Regions from separate parts of the Hordeum vulgare genome. Here region 2 is linked to region 1. The links are chromatin contacts, called in public HiChIP or PLAC-seq maps. All regions are on one chromosome and are shown on one strand. The core of a region is the stretch at or near the end of the contact, and the rest is flanking DNA. Distances in the headings are between cores, read along the strand shown.

Evidence for each region. HiChIP or PLAC-seq counts read pairs in DNA pulled down with a chosen protein or histone mark.
Region 2: a contact with region 1 is called in an H3K4me3 HiChIP or PLAC-seq map of embryo, with 5 times the contacts expected there. The contact joins the promoter of LOC123425175 here to the promoter of LOC123425165 in region 1. A contact is called at or near these places in 2 of 6 Hi-C or Micro-C datasets (leaf and seedling) and 1 of 1 datasets of contacts at active chromatin or transcription factors (embryo).

The regions. Positions count from the first base shown.
Region 1 is chr2H:79,958,254-79,962,604 of MorexV3_pseudomolecules_assembly, forward strand. It overlaps LOC123425165 (serine/arginine-rich SC35-like splicing factor SCL33), which reads right to left and starts at 1,299. Exons shown (of 6, transcript XM_045108846.1): 1 at 1,194-1,299; 2 at 59-210. The coding sequence starts at 207.
Region 2 is chr2H:80,234,982-80,238,759 of MorexV3_pseudomolecules_assembly, forward strand. LOC123425175 (transmembrane emp24 domain-containing protein p24delta9-like) reads right to left here and starts at 1,399. Exons shown (of 4, transcript XM_045108854.1): 1 at 1,028-1,399; 2 at 716-925. The coding sequence starts at 1,282.

The DNA.
Region 1 (4,351 bases), core at 49-2,548:
CAAATAAAAAAAATAGATGCTTGTACTAGCCTGGGAGGAGGTTCTGTGAAAACCTTACCTGCAGTCACGACGAAGGTTCCTGACCAAAAGACTGGTTGGGAGATCTCTACCCCGGCCATCATAACGATCACGGGGACTAGGGCTACGAGCCCTTCCCCTGTAGCCTCTTGGTGGCGGCGATGGACTGTAGCTGTAGCCTCTTCTCATGGTCTAGAATAAAACCATAAAGCATTATTACTAAAACAATTCCATGCACCACAAAATGACCATACTAGCCTACTTGTCCATACTTCATAAATCAACAACGTATGCACAATGAAGATTAAGCAAGTGATAATCTAACCATCAAGTACCAACTTCGAGGGACAATCTATGTTCAAACAGGGAGAAGATTGTGATGATACCTTCTCAAAACAGAATTATTTTGTCCAGTGTACAATATATCATCACTTCAGCATCACATTTTTTCTCATTAAAAATTCGATCATAATATATTGTTACATTTATGCAAACATTAGTTACTAAAGATGACACTAACACACAAGCTTGTACGTTTACATAATTCCCTTCCTAAGAATAACTCGTACTCCCTCCGTCCCAAAATAAATGACACTGATTTACTAAAGTTGCACTTAATCAGCGACATTTATCCAGAAAACGATTAGCCAGCACAACCCATATCATCTAAAACTATCAGGTCCGCAGGGTCAAATGTCGAACAGAAATTTGTAAGTATCTCTTAAAAGCAGAGATCAAGAAGACTTTCTCTAATCAACACAAGGGAATGACGAACGGGTGACAATGAAATAGCGGCTACCTCCACGGTTATTATAAGCATGAACGAACATGAACACTGGCACCGAAAAAAATCAGAGCAACAACTAAACGATATCACGCTGCCGCACCAAGAATTTGCTTCAGACCTACCCAGATAGCCTAACGACCCAACAGATCTGATACGCGATTACAACCGCCACCGATCATCAGCTTACATCTTGCACTAGGATCGTATCATGAGCGGAATCGTCAACCAGGACCGGCGATAATTTTGGAATATAAACTGCGTAAATTTCCTTTCCTAGGGTATCATAAGAAATCCGGAATCAGAAACACATCGCAGTGATTAGGGGAAACTAGCAGACGGATGATCACAGGCAACCAATCTATACCGAGCAAATCGAGCGAAGCTTTACCGCGGACAGGATGGATCGATCGGAGGGGCGGCGCCCGAGGGGAGGAGCAGGGAGAGGAGGAGATCAAGGTTCGAGCGTAGTCCGGAAGCTTCCCGACGCGACGGGGAGTGGGGCTGCCTTTATCGAGTGAGCCGATGTCGCGCAGGCGTTGGATCGGGACACCCGTCCTGGCCTGTGCGGTTGGACGGTGGTGGATGCAGTGGGCCGGGACCGTTTTGGATCATAGGTGGATGGGCTTCTCCCTCTCCATTTGTTGTTATTTCAGTTTGTGGCCGTTTACGTTTTGAACTTTCATAATTTTTAAGTATTTTTCTTCGAGAAACTGTTGAAAATTAAGGCCAAACAAAACAAAATAAAACGATGAAATCAAAAAAACAGATATTGAAAACGTAGAGAATTCAAGAGTGTAAAAAAATACATATAATGTTGAGTCTCGTATGACTTGTAAATTTTCTCCTTGACAACGGAAAAAATCAGTGTTCGAAGGGATATAAAGTTGGTGCTTTCCTCCACAAACATTTTATTGACAAAAGTATACATTAACCTTAATTAAAAAATCAGAACCGTTGGATGCCCCTTTTTTTAATGAAAGGGTATACATTAACCTTATAATTTTTTACATTGACACGTAGTTGGATTCTTGTCAATGAAATTTGCAAGCACATAAAAATATGTATGCATTGAAATATCTAGATCTAGATTGTTTTATCATTTTTTTTGACTTGAAAGCACTCCCTCCATTTCAAAGTTCTAGCTTTACTCTAAGTCATATTGAAATATTTTCATATAGGAGAAAGAAATTTAACGTCATATGTTTGACCAAGTCCATAAAAAAGTCGTAATAACTGCAACATCGAAGCATTGTAATGAATATAGCAGAAAGAAATTTGAAATTAATAAGGATCCTATCCGTCCAAAACACCTATGGTCGTCCAATCACTTGATATGAATAAGGATCCCTTTAGACCTAGGGATGATAACGAGGAGGTATTGCGACCTAGTTCCCATATCTGAGTGCCATAGGAGCACTAATATATCTTGCAAATTGTACTAGATCAGATATTGCATTTGCGATAAATTTACTGGTTCAACATAGTGCAGGTCCACTATGTTTCGAGTGCCATAGGGCAGGTGTAAATAATATCTTCGGATATTTACAAGGTACTAAAGATCTTGGTTTATTCTATCGAAAAAATCAAGACATGAGCCTCATTGGTTATACTGACGCTGGATATCTTTGTGATCCCCATAATGCGAGGTCACAAAGAGGGTTTGTATTTTTATATGGTGAAACTGCTATTTCATGGAAGTCAACAAAACAGACTTTGGTAGCAACCTCCACTAATCATTTTGAAATAATTGCATTATTTGAAGCCTCACGAGAATATGTATGGCTTCGTAGAATGATAAACCATATTCAGACGTCATGTGGAATCGGTTAATTAGAATCACCTACGTTGCATGTGTTGCCCAAATGCATATGGGATATATTAAAAGTAATATCACATGACTTATCTCCCCAAAACTATTTTTTTCCTCATCAATTACAGAAAGATGAAAAAATTAACATTTTGCAAATAAAATCTCATGAAAATATTGTAGATTTGTTCACTAAGTCTTTACCACGAGCAACATTTCAAAAGTATGTTCATGGCATTGGTATGAGATGACTACAAAATTTGCAAAATTCAGGGGGAGAATTTTCCTAGAAATAAACTTATGAGCTTCCCAACAGATTTCTCATGTAGTTTTGAATGAGATAATTAATTATCCTAACAATATATATTAAATTCTAATTGTTTTCCTTATATTTTTCACACAAAAAATCAAAAAACATAGACAGTATAAGATCAAGGACTCTTGAAGTTAGAAGATCAAGACAATTAACAAAATGCAAGATTTTTCAGCACTCAAGACAACAAAGATTACTAACAGCGTTGTCTAAGGGGGAGTGTTAGAAATAAAATATCTTTATATTTAGCCTAATTAGGCAATTAGCATATTCCTTAGAATATTCTATCTAGCAGTTAGAATATTGGTTGTGCCCATACGCTGTGTCTCTCAAACCGTTGCCGTACCTTTTCTAAACATCGCGATTATTGTAACCGACATGTATTCATGACCGTTCAAGACATATAAATATCAGCAGTCACTACCAATGAAATCACTCCATTTACTTCAATCTTATTTTTCTTTCTCAATAAAAAAGAAGAAGAAGGTATAGATACAAACCCAAAGTAGAAGTGCGTCTTACAGGTGGTAATAAATAAACCGGCTTTGCTACACCTACGTACAAGACCTACGTAAACCTACGTGACAACTGAGTTGGCGTGGTTTAGTTGGAACAAAAAGTGGGCCGGCCCCCACCCACGAGAATCAGGTGGAGGTGGGGGGGGGGGGGGAGAGAATTAGATTAGAGGAAGTTATGTAAGAGTGCGTAACCATCTTATTGTAAATAAAGTCAGGCAGGAGTACATCGTGTAGGGATCCAAGCGATGGAGATGGAAAGGTCCAGAATGGCCACAGAATGCGGCACCCGATCGGGACGTCGTTTGCGGTCGATGTGGTAGTACCAACGACCTATGCCACCATCTTCCCTCCACGTATGTCAAACAAACACTCCATCGACACGCTGCACAGTACGAGACATAACTGACAGAATCCGGCAGGTGACGAACTTTGTAGAGCGAAAAGCTCTGCCTACTTTTCGTAATTTCGTACTGCAGTCTACACCCACGAACTCCGTAGCACGAGAGGTAAACTAGAAGACGCACGAGGCGTGGCCAACATGGCAGCACGAAAATCTTCACCCACGTTTCATAAAAAGGAAGTACTATATTTTTTGAAGGATAAAACAGAGAAAAAGTTTAATGATGCATGTCAAGGAGTACTAGTAGTAGTGAATATGCAGTCATGCCCAGATTACGCACAGCTTTGCATACCCATGTGAGCTTTTCGTGCGCGAGATTCTCGGAGCCGCGTAGTTCATCCGGGCAAAGCCATTGCTCTTTTTCCCTTCTCTGTTTTCTGTTGTCGAGGAAAGTCATGTCCAGAATATGTAGCCATGCTCTTTTTTTAATTCTTTTTTTTTTGAACGGAATTCTCTTTTCTTTTTTGCGAGTTGGGCAGAGCCATCGGACATCTGGAAAGTGCATGCA
Region 2 (3,778 bases), core at 149-2,648, 280 kb after region 1:
ACAGTTCAAAAAAGCGCTAGGCGTTAATTGTGCGTTTTGCCACCGCCTTGTGCTTTTTTGACCAAAGTGTATGCTTATGCGCAATTATGTGCCGATTAAGCATAGTTATGCGCTAGGCGTTTTGTTATCACCTAGAGCCTAGGCGCACTTAAGCGCTCGCTTAGTCGCACCTTTTTTAACCATAATACATACTACAGAAAACCGCATGGCAACCCAAGTGAACAAGCAAACTAAGGAACTCAACTTAATAAAAGTATATAAATGACTAAATTTACAAGGGATCACGGTTTCCACACGAGATATTAACAGACGCTGCAAGCCTACCATGTTCTCTTAAAATTCCAGCATACCCTAGAACTGAATAACTCAATCAAATCTACAAAATCTACCAGTCCTAGAGCCATACTCACTAAATTGCTCTCGAACAGACGAACTCGCAAACAACTCTGTCAATGACATGACACCCGAACAACCCATCATAATAACCCAACAACGCGTGCAAACTCTCAATTTATTTCATATGCAAGCACCCACGTGGGTGACAGGTAGAGTATAATTCCCTGCTACTAGGCGCAAGTTGCAAATTCAATAGAATGAATCACTAGCCAAAACTATATTATCTACAGGACAATTCAGCCATATGAAACAACAAAGTTAGTTGAAATTTGAGCACAAACTGAGGTTAGCAGCCCAAAGGCAGAATCGAAGCACTCACATCGACCTTGCCCTTCTTGGCGACGTTGGACCAGTCCTTGGCCGTGACGCCGCTCTTCCAGTCGAACTCGAAGGTGACGGTGACGGGTGGCTTGTGGTCAGGCGCCCAGAAGCAGGCCAGGTAGTCCCCGGCCTCAACAGCCGTGAAGGCGAAGTGCCCCGACTGCACGTTCTCGGAGTAGTGCATGCTGTTCCCGTACGGCGACGTCACCTGCGTCAGCCCAACCGCACAAATCAGCGAAATCACCGGATCGCCGTGGTTTCCCCCAAACCCAATCGCGGGCCGCTCGACGACGATCGATTAATTACTTACCCTGAGGGAGACGCGGTGCGAATCGGGGAGCTGGGCGTCGGGGTAGCTGGGGTCGGGGCCGACGACGCTGTACTTGCCGACGGCCATGGAGTCGACCTTGATCTCGTCGGAGATGCACTTGGTGTGGCCGGACTCGAGGTCGAACCGGAGGGCGCGCGCCGACGGCGAGGACGCGAAGAGGACGGCAGCCAGGAGGAGGAGCGCGGAGGGGGGCAGGCATCTGGGGGCAGGGGATCCGGGGCGCCGCGCGGCCATGGCCGGAGATCGGAGCGGGAATCGAAGAGCGAGGCAAGGTCCGCGGACGAAGTCACGGGCGTTTGGCTGACTGGGATGGGATGGGGGAGGAGGGGAGAGGCTTGTTGAGGTTTGTGACGTCCAAGTGACTAAAAGTTGGGATTTTTGTATTTATGCCCTTAGTTGTGTCCCCTCGACAGATTTGCCCTTAATTTTTGAAAACACGCGGTCTTGCCCAGCTCACCTCCTTCTTCTTGCGGTTTTGCCCTTCCGACACGGCTCCGTCGAGTCAGCGCCGTTTGACCGCAAACGACGCGTTACTTTGGTCATTTTTACCCCTGTCGGTGCTATACCTAATACCCCTTCGTCCTCAATGTTCTAGCGCAAGGAAACAGAGCAGAGCGGAACGAGGAAGCCGGCGAGGAAAAAGGAGTGGGAGGCAACGCGTGGGGCGGTAGAGCAAGGAGCGGCGGTGCATGGCGAGCTCGGGCTCTTCCATCTTCTCGCCGGTGGTCGCAGAGGTAAGTAAAACTCCAGCAATGCTTCTTCCTCCCCCCAATGCGTTATAGGGTTTGTGATAATTGGGGAATTTCTGATTCAGGTTGATGGGGTCGGGATTGTGGAGCATGTCTCTGAGTTCTATCTTCGAGATGAAAGTTATTGCGGATTGGAGCATTCATCAAAGCATCGCTGCCCTGGTCATGACTGTGTTCCTGCCCGGCGTGTTGCATGGGGAGGAGCTAACACAGGCCGTCGTTTTTTAGGGTGTCCTCTAGATGTAAGATCTTGTGAATTATAGCATGTGTTTGGATGGTGTTTATGCTCTAATGTTTTGATAATGTGATGTGCAGTTACCAGATGAGTGTCACTGGGTGGTTTGGGTTGATCCTCCTCCTCCATTGCATGCTGCCCTTGCTTTTGAAGACATGCACGCAGAGCTAGAACAAAGCTGGATCATAAGCCACAAAATGCAGAAGCAAAATATGGAGCTGTCAAAGAAAAATCTTGCTTTGAAGAAGAAACTGAGAGAGAGAGATGAGATGATGTTAGTTCTGGCATTGTTGTTTGTTGGAATGTGTGTTGTTGTGTTTTTAGTGTTGTAGTTTGCAGCAGTTGTTGAAGAGAGTGTGTGAGAGAGAGATGACCTGAATGTTGTTTGTAATGCACTATTGTATGAATTTGAAGATCATTATTCTCTGCTCATGCTTGTTGAAGAAAGTGTGTCTGAGAGAGCAATTATAGCACATATTGTACCAAATAGAGCAACCTGGTACAACACTTTATTCTACCAAATTCCACAAACTGACATTGTACCAAATTCCACAAACTGACATTGTACCAAATACAACACTTCATAGTGCATTGCCAAATATAACATAGTACCAAATACAGCAATTTATCGTACCAACACACAATAACAAGATAATAGCACTAGAACATAAGTTTCTTGCTCCTGGTGTTCTTGGCTGAGTTTGGAGCTTGCATTGCCTTGCTTATAGTGTTCTTTGCTGGGTTTGGAGCTTCAACAGTTGTTGCTGCTCTTTTTGGAGAGGAACCTTTGCTTTCAAGCTCCTGCTCCACACCTATATTCTGCTTGACACACCTGGGAGAAGGTCCTCTTCCTGCTACCCTTTTATAATTTTTCCTAGGGCTAAAACAAGTGGAAGCATATCACAATTTGAAAGATTTTGTAAGATGAAAACATGTAAGAAAGCCAAGATTTAGTACCTGACTGCACAACTAGCTTCTGTAGATGCATCATGTGAGGGCTCCTTTGGTGGTGGCATCTGCTGCTGAACATCAGGTGTTGTCTCATCCTCCTCCTCCTCCTCCTCCTCCTCCTCCTCTTGTATTTCTGCTTGTGCTGGTTCATTGGTTGTAGGATGATCATCTGCATTGTCTGCTCCCCAGTGTTCATCTTCACCAAAGGCTGGATCAACAGATTGTTTGCAACCCTTAGCTTTGTGTCCACATCTACCACACCTTTTGCACTTATACTTTCTAGGACCAAGGCCTTTTCCTTCAGTGCTACTTCTAATCCTTTGTTTTCGTGGTCTGCCTGGAGGTCTAGCTTGAATAGGAGCACACAGTTTGAATCCAGGATCTACAATGTCCCACTGTTGCTTGCCTTATAAAGCTGGTATGTTCTCAGCATAAGTAGCTCTGAACATGTCAACTGAGTAATATTTATGGACATACTGATCTATTCCACTTGCTTCACCTCTTAGAGCAGTGATAAAGAAAAGTGCATGGATGCATGGTTTACCAGAGATCTGCCATTGTCTACAACTGCAAGACCACTTCTCTAAGTCAACAGGATACCTCCATTCTCTTTTCTCACTATCAGTAGCAGTCACCTCTGCCTCTGTTGGGCTTCTCCTCACTATACTCATTTGCAAACCTCTTGTTTTCTCCATTAACACCTTCATTACTGCTGGTATGATGGAGTGCCCAATGAAATGGTCCATGGCAATTATGTTTCTTAAGTCAAATTTCTCCATGATATACTGCATTATC